Regions from separate parts of the Sus scrofa genome. Here region 2 is linked to region 1. Evidence: chromatin contacts called from public Hi-C data. All regions are on one chromosome and are shown on one strand. Each heading gives the region's core, a stretch centred on a gene start, on an enhancer-like site or on the middle of the called end of the contact. The rest is flanking DNA. Distances are from core to core; before and after follow the strand shown. Region 1 holds the start of SERTAD3 (SERTA domain containing 3). Region 2 holds the start of SNRPA (small nuclear ribonucleoprotein polypeptide A).

Region 1 (5,894 bases), core at 2,331-4,830:
CAGTTTGGTTTCCACCCTATTGCACGTGGTCCGGCCTGGTCATGAATCAGGAGGCTGCTGGGACTGGGGTCCTATGAAGGAGGTGGGGTTCAGCCTGGGGAGGAGGCCAGCCCCTCCCATTCCCTAGAGGTGCAAGAGGCAGAAGCTGGGTTTCCATAGCAACCAGGCAGCACCTCCCTGTCATCCTTTGACAGGCCCAGCTTATCTTCCCTGAGGCCCCAGGGGACACGAGGGGAGTAGGAACTGGAGGGAAAGGCAGAAGAAATGTGGACGTGGGAAATCAGACTCCCAGAAACAGAGTCTCATTAAGGCATTTGCAACAGATAAATTAATTCAGGAAGACCCACCTTCACAGAAGGCTGCGATAACCAGACACACACACACATGCAAGACAGTTTGTGGAACCCTGAAATGGGAGCAAAGGAGGCCACAGTTACTGCTTAAAGCCTCCATATAAACACACACACACAGAGTTGCATCCAGGGATTTCAGCCCACCAAGGCTGAGATGGGGAAGGAGCGCCCCCTCCCCATCAAAGTTTTAGGATCCCAGAATGATTTCCATGATGTGATCTAGTTCATTCCACTCCCAGGAACCTGGGGCACAGAAGAGGTTGTGAGGAGGCTCGGGTGGGGTCAGTGCAGGCTCCTTCTCCACTGCCGATGTGTCAATGTCCAGGAAGAAGTCATCCAGGCCGGAGTCCCCTAGGTACCGGGAGCTCAGAGCTTCTAAGAAGACCGGATCGGGCTGGGGCAATACTTCATTCTGGGGACCTGGGGGAGCCACTGGATTGGGAGGGGGCTCAGTCTCATCCATGGAGGTCTCCAGCTCCCTGAGAATAGAGCCGATGGTGGTCGACAGGGAGAAGTCCTCCTCGCCCAGGAAGAGGGGCTCGGGGGGCAGGGCAGGTGCAGGCGTCAGGCAAAGCGCTGCTTGGAGTTGTTGGAGGGTGTTGTGGATGAGGACATGCCTTCGAAGGCTGGGTGCTCGGGGGCCCAGGCTTCGCTGGACTTTGTCTAGGGAGATGCGGAGCAGGGCTTGCTGGTAGCTCCGAAGGCCTGTGGGACTCCAGTCCCACTTCTCATCCTCTTCTTCCTCCTCCAAATCTGAGTGTTTCCTCTTCAAGCCTACCATGATGCCCTGTGGTAAGAAGAGGGGCAAGTGAGACACAGCAGGGTTAGTTCAAATCCTGAATCTCCTGTATGGCTGTTGATTTTTAATGGCCCAAATAAATCTCACAAGGCTAAGGAAGAGAGTATATGTATGTGATTAACAAAACAAGATCTGGACGCAAGACACAGCTGGGTTTGAATCCCACTTACTGGCCCATGTGGCCTCCAGTAGTGAATTTACTTCCTTGAGACTCAATTTCCTCATCTACAAGGAATCTTAATTCAAGTTCTGGAGTCTTAAGGCTGTTCTTTCACAATACTCTTATTTTCAAACACGACACACACAAGACAGATACTGAGTACAGACACCTGGCCTGCAAGTAGAGATTCCTAGGGTTGACTTCTGCCTTTCACACTGCTCAGCTGTGAGATCTTGGGAAGTGATACTACACGCACAATGAACAAGAGTTCATTGCCAGTTATTTATTGAAAAAAAATTTCTTTTTAGGCCGGCACCCTGTGGCATATAGAAGTTCCCAGGCTATAGGTCAAAATCGGAGCTTCAGCTGCTGGCCTACACCACAGCCACGCCAGATCCTAGCCACATCTGTGACCTACACCGCAGCTCACGGAAACGCCTGATCGTTAACCCACTGAGCAAAGCCAGGGATTGAACACCAGTCTCATGGATACTAGCTGGGTTCCTTACCGTCCAGTCACAACGGGAATTCCTCATTCAATATTTTTATTTGAGGAGTTCCCGACGAATCCGACTAGGAATCATGAGATTGCAGGTTCGATCCCTGGCCTTGCTCATTGGGTTAGGGATCCAGCATTGCCTTGAGCTGTGGTGTAGGTCGCAGACAAGGCTTGGATCTGGCGTGGCTGTGGCGAAGGCCGGCGGCTATAGCTCGGATTAGACCTCTAGCCTGGGAACCTCCACATGCCGCGGGTGCGGTCCTAGAAAAGACAAAAATATATATATTTCTTTAATTTGAAAACAAAATGAAACAAAAAATAAAATACAGGTCCACAATCACTTAAAAAATTTTTTTTTTGAATGTCTACTATATTCTAGCCACCTGGAACCCTGATAGGGAACCTATCTGTGGAGACTCTTCTTTTACAGAGAACAAATATTTTTCCTGACTGGGAGCTCTCGCAACAACAGTGAAAATACCTCCCTCACTCCCTCTGTGGTTGCCTTCAGGTTTCTCCAGCATGAGTCCGGTAGGAAAACTCGCCAGAACATTACTCACGCCAAGCCCCGCCCCCGACCAGCCCATCCAACCAGGCCCCCGCTCTCTACAGGCCCCGCCCCCTCGACGAAGTTCGAGTTCGGAACCCAGACACGCCCCAACTTGGTCCTTGGGGCTTATGGGAAATGTGGGCCAATAGCCTCCAGGTACACGTACTGACGTTGAACGCGCACTACAACCCCCGGAGGGCTCAGCAAGCCGCAGGGACGCACCTTCCCCGCCTTCCCTTAGGGCATGCGCAAAGCGGCCCGTGGTGGGTGGGGGAAGGGAACCCGGACGTCCAGCTGCCCGGCGCCCGCCGAGCCCCGCCCTCCGCTGCCTTCAGGGCTGCGGGTCTGAGCTCCACGCCCGAAACACCCCTCCCCCACCCGACTCCGATTCTAAACTGCTTTCTACCGGTCCTGCGGACCGTAGAAAGTCCCAAATTCTTCCATCAAACTACTCTCGGGTCCAGAGACCCAGGCCCCAACACATCGCTCAAAGACTTACAAATGCTCTCCGATGCGCTCTGTTCGGGCCGCTAGGTATCTGAATTTTGAGACCCTCCCCGTCAACTTTCCCCTATTCTCCGGTCTTTCAAATGCTTCTCAACCTCATCTCCGACTCCCCCTCCGGCTCCAAGACCTGACTGGGAACTCTCCTCTCCCCAGGACCCCTCTCCACCACTGCGTCTAGGAGATCGAGTCCTTGCCCCTATTTCTTTCGCTTCTCCAAATGCTCGGGATCACAGCGCAACGCCTCAAACTTTTTCCTGAACAGTAGTGCCCGACTTTAACTCGTCCCGGAGACCTGAATTATCCCAATCTTCAGATTTCCTGCCCCCAAAAGTTCCTTCCCTAGTTCTCTCGCTTCCCAAACACCCCGTGTCCCAGCTTCAGACTCCCTCCACTTGAAGACCCTGTCCCCAAAACTTCGCCTTCCTTTCAGGATCTCGAAACTCAGTCTCTCCAAACCTGCGCCCCCTACTCCCACCCATACCCCGCCTCCACAACTCTCCGGAGCGCCTCCACTTCCCTCAACCCAAGGCGGATCCCAAGCCAGGCAGCCACACCTCACCTCAACTGCCAGGTTCGCAACAACTACCTCCGGGAACGCCCGCGGCTTTGCGACCCTCCTTTGCGAGTGCTGGGTAGGGGCCGCGCTCACCACCCCGGGGCCTCTCGGTCTGGCCTCAGGCCCACCCAGCTCCGCCCGGAGCCGAGCCGCGAACCATGATTGGCTGGAGTCCTGCCCACCGCAGGGCGCGGATTGGCTAGGCGGAGCTACCGCCTGTCGCCTGGAGACGCCGGACCCGCCTTCCCCTCCTTCGCTCCGCGGACCTTTTAAAGGATTCTGACTTGCCGGGAGGCAGGGCCACCTCTCTAGGGTGGATGTTGCACCAAAACTGTTTCTTTCAACTCGGCTACTGTCCTCGCTCCAAGACCGTCTTCATTGCTCTCTGCGACCCCTTTATACCAAGCCTGGACCCAGTCGCGGAGGAAGATTGACAGGCACGCCCGGCCCCACCCCGCTTACCGGGAGGACCCCGCTGCGCCTCTCACGAAGGCCGCGCCCCTAGCTTTGGAGGGCGGACCCTGCGGAGGAGGAGGATGACGCACCGAAGGCCAGCCAATAGTTTGGTGCGGCCTGTGTTGCCTGGGAGATCTTAGCCCTTCCTCCCTCAGGATGGCACCCCTGCTGCGGGAAACTCGCTCTTGGCTCCCCACTGTCGTGGGGACAAAGTCCAAACTACTTTTTTTTTTTTTTTTTTTTTTTGCCTTAAAGCCCTTCAGGTCTGGCTTGATGCACTCTCCCTTGCTCTCTACAATCCTGCCGCACCGACTGACTCACTCTTTCTAAAATGGCTCCACCGCCGTGAACAGAGATTCGGTTTTCTTCCCTGCCTTATCTTCAGTGCCTACAACAATGCCAGGTTCGTATCAAGTTCTCGAAAATGAGGGGGGAAAAAAAAAGACCTCTGGCACAACATTGTAAGTCAAAATCAAGGATACTTTTAAAAAGACCTCTGGATCTTGAAACTTTTTCCCATCCTGAAAATACGCCCTCAATTCCCAGGCTGCCTCTTGAGTCAGAACTCTTCTCAAAGTTTTCCTCTCAGTTCTGAGGCTCCAGGGATGGTCCAGACCCATTCTGGCCTCCCACAGGGTCCTGTGCTTCCCTCATCGCGACCCTGACTCCTTTGCCTGAGTCTCCCCGACCTTGGCCCTGGCCGTCACTGGATTGTGGGCCTCCTGGGGACACGTACCAATGTTATCTCACTGCTTGGTCCCCAGCATCACCTAGCACAGGGCCGGACACAAGGCAGGCGCCCAGTGAAAGAAAGTTTGTTAAATGCAGACACTGTAACAGAAGAAATAAAGCGGGAGGAAATGAGTGCGGCCGGTGCCCAGAAAGCCTGAACCAGCCCTGCCCCACCCCCACAACACGTTCCCGCCCACGGGAGGAGAGAGTTTTCTCCAGGCCGCTCCGGAGAAGGAAGGTTTAAGGCTCTTTGGACCAGTCCTCGCCGGTTGGAATTTGTCAGTCATGTAGTCCAGCTGTGTGGAGAAGAGTATAGGATGGGAATGGATTTGGGGTTGGGGGAGAGCTTTGGGGGTTAGGTAAGCGAGGAGTGGTTTGCTCAGTCCTGGGAAAGGTGTCTCTGGGGGACAAAGGTGGGGGAGAGTAGATTCCAAGAAGGGACATGATTAGGAAGAGGCAGTTCTTCCCCTCCCCGTGCCGAATCAGCCCCTTCAGGCTTCCTGTCTCAGGGTGGCCCTACTGCAACCCCACTTTCAGGATTCAGTCCTAGGTTTCCTTCTGGTGCCTCCCTCCCCTCCCAACTGTCCACTCAGGCTCCCGCCCACTCTCCCTCTCTTCCTCAAGGTCCCAGGACACCCTCTGGGTTCCCAGTCTCTACTTCTGCACCCTCCCATCCACCCGCACACAGTAGCCCAGGGAAGCTTCATAAAACACAAACCCGGAGTTCCTGTCGTGCGGCTCACCAGTAATGAACCCAACTAGTATCCATGAGGATGTAGGTTCAATCCCTGGCCTCTTGCTCAGTGGGTGAAGGATCTGGCTTTGCTGTGGCTGTGGTGTAGGATGGCAGCTGCAGCTTGGGCTCAGCCCGTAGCCTGGGACCTTCCATATGCCGTGGGTGCGGCCCTAAACAAGCAAACAAACCTGAGTGTGATCCCCCCTCCCCACCTCTCCCTTGCTCCACTCTTTGCATAAAAACTTAGACTAAAGCTCAAACTTTTACAAGGACCCTGGCCGGTTTAGCACCATAGAACAGCCTCTTGGGGTTGATCGCTCCTCCCCTCTGACCAAAGTATTAACTGTAGGGGATGGGCTTTAGTTCTTCAAAGGGGCCATGTGCTCATGTGGCCTCTTCTGCCTGGAACGCCATCACGCCTTAGAACCTTCCCTTGGCTCATTCTCACTAAACCAGGTTTCAGGTGGGACAGCTCATCTTCCACAGAACCTTCCTCAAGCTGGGTCCCTCGGCTCTCTCTGCTTCCTCCATCAGAGCCCTGGCCAC
Region 2 (5,894 bases), core at 2,519-5,018, 260 kb after region 1:
TGGGGTCCTCAGAATATTCTGGTGATCCCATGCCTCCCCCAACCCCCATTCTGGGCTAAGGAGGTGCCTGAAATGTGCTCATAGTTCCATCCCAAAGCCAAGGAAAGGGTAAGGCTGGGGGCCCCCCTCCTGATGAGAGGTGATAACACAGCACAAACGTTAAAAACCGGGAGCCCCGCGGCCCTGCCAGAGTTCAAACTGGCCCCTTCCTCTTCCAAGCTCTGTGGTAAATGACTTCATCTCCATGAGCCTCAGTTTCCTCATCTGGAAAACGGCACAACAGTAGTTCCTTCCTATCTCAGGGCATCACTGAGACAATTAAGGAAATTAGCAAGGAAACATTCAGCGCAGTGCCTGGCAGGTTGTGGACAGGCAGTAACGGGTGGTGTTATTTGCATTAAATTTGCCTCACTGTGGTTGGGGGTTTACTGCAGATTATAAACTTGTCTAGATACGCTGCCAGTTTCTTCTGAGTCTGGGCAGGTCACTTCTCCCTCTGCCCTCCCCACCTCCCCAGCCCAGGGCTCGCCCCTCCCCTCCCGCCAGGGTCTCTGGGTGCTCCAGGCTCCTCCATCCCCGGACTCTCCCTCCACTCTTTGAAGGTAACCTCTCTCCCTGCAAGGGCACAAAGCCCTTCCACAGCTCCCCAGGGCCCTCAGGACAGCCCAGCTTCCTCTGCATGGCCCCCCACACCATGTGGACCTGCGAAACTCCACGTGTGCCACCTTCTCTTGTAGGCAGATAGGTTAGGGGTCCCCAGAGAAAGAGAACAGGTATGGCTTTCTAGACAGAAGAGAACCCAATACGTACAAAGGAAAAAAAAAAAAACAACTCGAGTTCCTGTTGTGGTTCAGGAGATTAAGAACCAGACTAACATCCATGAGGATAGGGTTTCAATCCCTGGCCTCGCTCAGCGGGTTAAGGATCCAGCTTAAGGATCCAGCGTTGTTATGACTGTGACACTTTGGCCTAAGGCATTTTGTGATCTACACTTGGCCACAATGCTCATCCTTGAATAGGTCCAGGAATTAACTCTCTTAAAGGAAGGAATGCAGAAACAAGGGAGGATCAGTTAAGAAACAACAGTGCAGCCTTGAGGCAGGGCCCTGGTTCCTCAAGGAATACACAAAACAATTCACCCTCCAGTGGTGCAGAAACTAAGTCTCCTGCCCCCCAGAAATAAGTATTTGCAAGTCATTAAACACCTCTTTACTTCACTCTGGGCCTGGGCACAAACTGTTTACTTTCCACATCACATACCCCTGAATAATCTGCCCAACAGCACTCAGGGGTCCCCTCTATGCGGGCTGCACTGACCCCCAGCCCAGGTACTCCCTTTGGGCCCTTCCCTCACAGCTCTGACCACCCTGGGCTGTCACTGGTAGAGGTGGGATCTGTCTCTCCCACCGGGTGTTTGTCAGGGCAGGACTTTTTTCATGGCTGAAGGCACACTGCCACTGAAAGGATCTAAGTAGGGGGCTGAAGCAGACAGGCTATTCATTTTTGTTTTTCTCTTTATGGCTGCACCTGGGATAGTGGTCGAATTGGAGCTGAAGCTGCCAGCCACAGCCACAGCCATGCCAGAGCAGCTTGCAGCAATGCTGGACCCTTAATGCTCACCCTGAGTGAGGCCAGGGATTGAACCTGCAGCCTCATGGATACTAGTCCGGTTCTTAACTCACTGAGCCACAACAGGAACTCCAGGCTGTTTGACCTTGAGCAAACGGGAAACCCCAAGAGGAGATGGCTGGAGTGACCTAGGGACAGGTTTTGGGTGAGACCCTGAGTGGGTGGGTGAGGTGGGGCATGGGGACCCTACCGGTCCTTGTGCAGTTTCAGGAGCCTCTTGACATCCTCTCTGCTCTTGGGGACTGGGCCGGCCCTCTCCAAGGCCTCCTTCAGGAGCTGGCTCTTCTCCAGGCCGAAGACATGAGGGGCAGCAAAGCCGGTGGCAGGTGGTGGAGGTGGCAGTGGGGGTGGTGGGGGTACAGGGGCCTGGAGACTCAAGGGAGAGGGTGGAAAAGCTACGTCCGGGAGATTTGGGGGTAGGGGAGGAGGTGGGATGATGGGGGTCTGGGGTGCAGGAGTTTCTGGAGGATGAATTGGTGGCTCTAAGGGAGGAGAGCATGGAGAAATCATTTTGGGGTCTGTGACTTGCACTGGAAGGCTTAGCAGAGGGAAGGGAAGGATCCTCCCAAATGCGTTGGTCACAGGGATGGAGATTCTGAAGGCTTTAGAGCTGAATTCCAGACTTGGGGGAGGAAGGTGAACAGAAGGACTGAAAAAATCAGGGCTAAAACCTGGAACTTTGGAAGCAGACTCAATCCCTGAGGCTGACTGAAATCACAAGGAATTTGAGAGTTAACGCGGTCCTTTAATCTGGAACCAGATTTGAGATACAGAGTTGGGGTGCAAGGCTCAAGCAGTGATACTCATTAGGAGTTAACTTATCAGGGGCTAGATTTGGAAACTTGGGGTTCAATCTCAGGATATGAAAGCTCAGACCTAGAGTAAGGCACCGAAAGCGGATTTCGAGCCACAGGATTAAAGAGTGGGAGAATTTAGGCTAGATATCCACCCCTCGCATCACAGACCCGAGTTTGGAACCTTAGCGCTGACCTTTGAGTCAGAGGTCAAGAGGTCAAAGGACATCTGGCAGGGAAAAAGGCCTAGCTGTGGAGAAAGTCCTGAAATCAGAGCGCAAAAAGAGGAGGCTTGAGGGTTCGGGAAGGCCGATAGATCGGAGGTCGTTGGGAGCCGCAACAACGCTCGGATACGGAACGGAGTCGGAAGGTAAAACACTGCTCCCCTCCCCGCAAAATGGCGACCGCGGCGCACAACCTTTCCCAAATTTCGTGGTAAGACTTGAAAGTGGTGTCCGCCCCTTTAACGATCACGTGACAAAGAACGCGTAGCGGAGGGGGAAGAGGTGGGGCTCCTAAAGAACTGCCTCCGAGGAGTCCGCCGCGAGAATTGCGTCCCGATTGGCTAGAAGCGCGTGAGGGGGCGCGGCCTTCACTGATTGGCTTGTAGCCCGGGGCGCCGCAAAAGCCAAGGGCTTGCAGTGGTCGGGCGGAGTTGTTCTGCTGAGGCGGGAACCCAAGGATCGTTTTGATTGGCAAAACCTCGGTCCGAGAGCGAGACTTACTCTGATTGGCCAAGCTACCAGGTGTCCGCGAGGGGATTGGTTTGTAGAAAGATAAAGGCGGGACCAGGAGAGGAAGTTTTGTGGTCGGCGCACAGCAACGCAGAAGGTGCCGCTTGCGGGAGCTGCGACTTGGTTCGTGAGTAGTGTGCTCAGCGGCCATTGGGATCGGGCGGGTGGAGAGCCTGGCGCCCGGGCCTTGCCGTGCCTCGGGGGGTCGGGGGAAGGAGCTATTTCTGCGCTGTGCGAGGCCAAGACTCCGCAAAGTTCTCACTCCTACCTTAACTGGCTCATACATCCGGGCTTTTTCTCCTGGGCCGCCCTTTGAGCGCGTGGGCCAGTGGGAACCGCCACCTCGGACACCCCGCCTACAGAGTGGCGTAAAGCATCCTGGGACTCGTAGTAAACCTCTCGAGATTTCCTTCACCACGCGGGCAGGAGACGCCGTGTCGTGCGTTTGCTTTGTTTTTCGAGGTGTTTGTCTTTTCCCTCCTCATTACCCACTTGACTTCCTCTTAGAAGGAAGATCTCTAAGCAGCCCACGTTGGGACAAAGGATTTGGAGAAACCCAGTTCCGAGGTTACCTTTTTTATTCTTTCAGCTCTGTCTCAGCAACTCCTTCCATGGCAGTTCCCGAGACCCGTCCCAATCACACTATTTATATCAACAATCTCAACGAGAAGATCAAGAAGGATGGTGAGTTCTGGAAATAGTTCCGACTCGAGGCTGTCCCACACTTGCCGGCCCCCTCGTCTATCCCCAGCATCCGCGTCTCTTTCTCAGTCTTCTCCAGGCAAACTCTTAGCGTAAACCCCAACCCCTCGGCTTTTGCACATGCTGCTTCCTCTGAGTTTAAGACTTCCTCAGTTGTCTTACAGCCAGCCCATTAACCTGGTAACTGTTGCCCATCCTTCGAGGTTTCAACTCAAGGAGCCCTCCTCCCGGAAGTCTTACCCCTCCCCTTTCTGCCTGCCATGCTTGCTTCTAACTTCCCTTGACTCTGAACATACCCCTTTAAGCCCTGATGGTTGTGGACTGTTTTGGGGCAGTCTCCCTGTTGGCCTTTGACCTCCCTGAGGGTAGGAGCTGGAACTGCCTTGGTCATTGTCATGGTCTCAGTGATCAGCCCACAATGACACTGTTTCATTTCAAAGTGAAAATGAGATGAATAATAATGATGGCTAACACTCTGTTTATAAATCTTGATTACATTGAATTTAAATGGCAACCCCGCAGGAAGGACCTGTTGACCCCATTTCTCAGATTAGGTAACTGGGACTCATGGGTAGTTTGATTTGCCTGAGGTCACACAGCATGGAAAAGTGAGTGAGGCCAACACCAGCCTGGAGGAATTCTGCCTGAGAACTGGATTCTTTTTTTTTTTAATTGTCTTTTTAGGGCTGCCCATTGGCATACAGAAGTTCCCAGGCTAGGGGTTGAATCAGAGCTGCAGCTGCCGTCCTGTGCCTCAGCCACAGCCACTTGGGATCTGAGCTGCGTCTGCAACCTATACCACAGCTCACAGCAATGCCAGATCCTTAACCCACTGAGAAAGGCACCCTCGTGGACACTAGTCGGGTTCATCATCGCTGAGCCACGACAGGAACTCCGAAGAACTCAATTCTTGACATTTAACATATTTTTCCATTTTCTTGAGCAAGTTACTGATCCTCATTTTTTATATAGGAAAACTGGAAAAAACCTTAATACAACGTTTGCATGGATGTTATGGGGATTATGTTGACTAAACTGCCATGCAGCTTGTTTTTATGGTACCCAGTAGTTAGTAAAGGTGTTACTTCCTGCTTATCACCTCAAGACAATTGTCAGGAGAACCAAATTGTTGAGGTTGAGTTTGAGGTTGCTGATAGTTCCTGTTGAAGATAATAAAAGAAGCCATGTAAATTTCTCATAAACTTTGGGGGGGGGCACACCTGCAGCATGTGGAAGTTCCTGAGCCAGGGAGCAAACTGTAGCCAATGCCACATTCTTTTTTTTTTTTTTTTTTTTTTTTTTTTGCTATTTCTTAGGCCGCTCCATTGGCATATGGAGGTCCCACGCTAGGGGTCGAATCAGAGCTGTAGCCACCGGCCTACGCCAGAGCCACAGCAACGCGGGATCCAAGCCGGTGTGCAACCTACACCACAGCTCACGGCAACGACGGATCCTTAACCCACTGAGCAAGGCAGGGACCGAACCCTCAACCTCATGGTTCCTAGTCGGATTCGTTAACCACTGCGCCACGACGGGAACTCCCAATGCCACATTCTTAACCTGCTGTACCACAGGAAAACTCCAAATAGCTCAGTGCTTTTAGAGCATGACAGCCAGCCAGTGCTTTGTGGAGCTGGGGACACACTGGTGACTGAGACAGTCCTGGTCCTGGCTTCATGGAGCCACAGTCCAGTGGGGTGATCAGGGCACCTAGAAAGGGGTATTCAGTTTTATAGAAAAGGAGGCATTTTGGAAAAGCTTTCCAGGAAGAGGAGGCAGTATTTTGGATGAGGGAGAAGAGAATTCCTAAGCTGGACCTACATGCACAATGTCTCGGGGCAAAGAGCCCAGGGCATTCTGGGAAGGTAAGTCCTGCAGTTTTGGGTGCCTGAGATTTAGAGGCCTCTCAATAGAACGTTCCAGTGAGCAGCGCCCTCTGGCTCCTGGGTCCTTTTAGGCTGGGTAAAGTGTCGGACTTCATCCTGAGGGCATTGGGGAACCAGACAAGGGGTACCATCCTGTGACAGGTGAACTC

What was found. Hi-C and Micro-C count contacts between places; a contact is called where the count stands out from the background.
Region 2: a Hi-C map of skeletal muscle shows a contact between it and region 1, with 3 times the contacts expected there. The contact joins the promoter of SNRPA here to the promoter of SERTAD3 in region 1. A contact is called at or near these places in 1 of 47 Hi-C or Micro-C datasets (skeletal muscle) and 1 of 2 datasets of contacts at active chromatin or transcription factors (alveolar macrophages).

What each region holds. Positions count from the first base shown.
Region 1 is chr6:48,709,170-48,715,063 of Sscrofa11.1, forward strand. SERTAD3 (SERTA domain containing 3) reads right to left here and starts at 3,581. Exons shown (of 2, transcript NM_001244464.1): 1 at 3,428-3,581; 2 at 1-1,140. The coding sequence starts at 1,134. The coding sequence ends at 541. LOC102158315 (a long non-coding RNA gene) reads left to right here and starts at 4,015. Exons shown (of 3, transcript XR_001303673.2): 1 at 4,015-4,283.
Region 2 is chr6:48,968,100-48,973,993 of Sscrofa11.1, forward strand. SNRPA (small nuclear ribonucleoprotein polypeptide A) reads left to right here and starts at 3,769. Exons shown (of 7, transcript NM_001077222.1): 1 at 3,769-3,841. The coding sequence starts at 3,769. C6H19orf54 (UPF0692 protein C19orf54 homolog) reads right to left here and starts at 2,945. Exons shown (of 4, transcript XM_005655850.3): 1 at 1,820-2,945. The coding sequence starts at 2,139.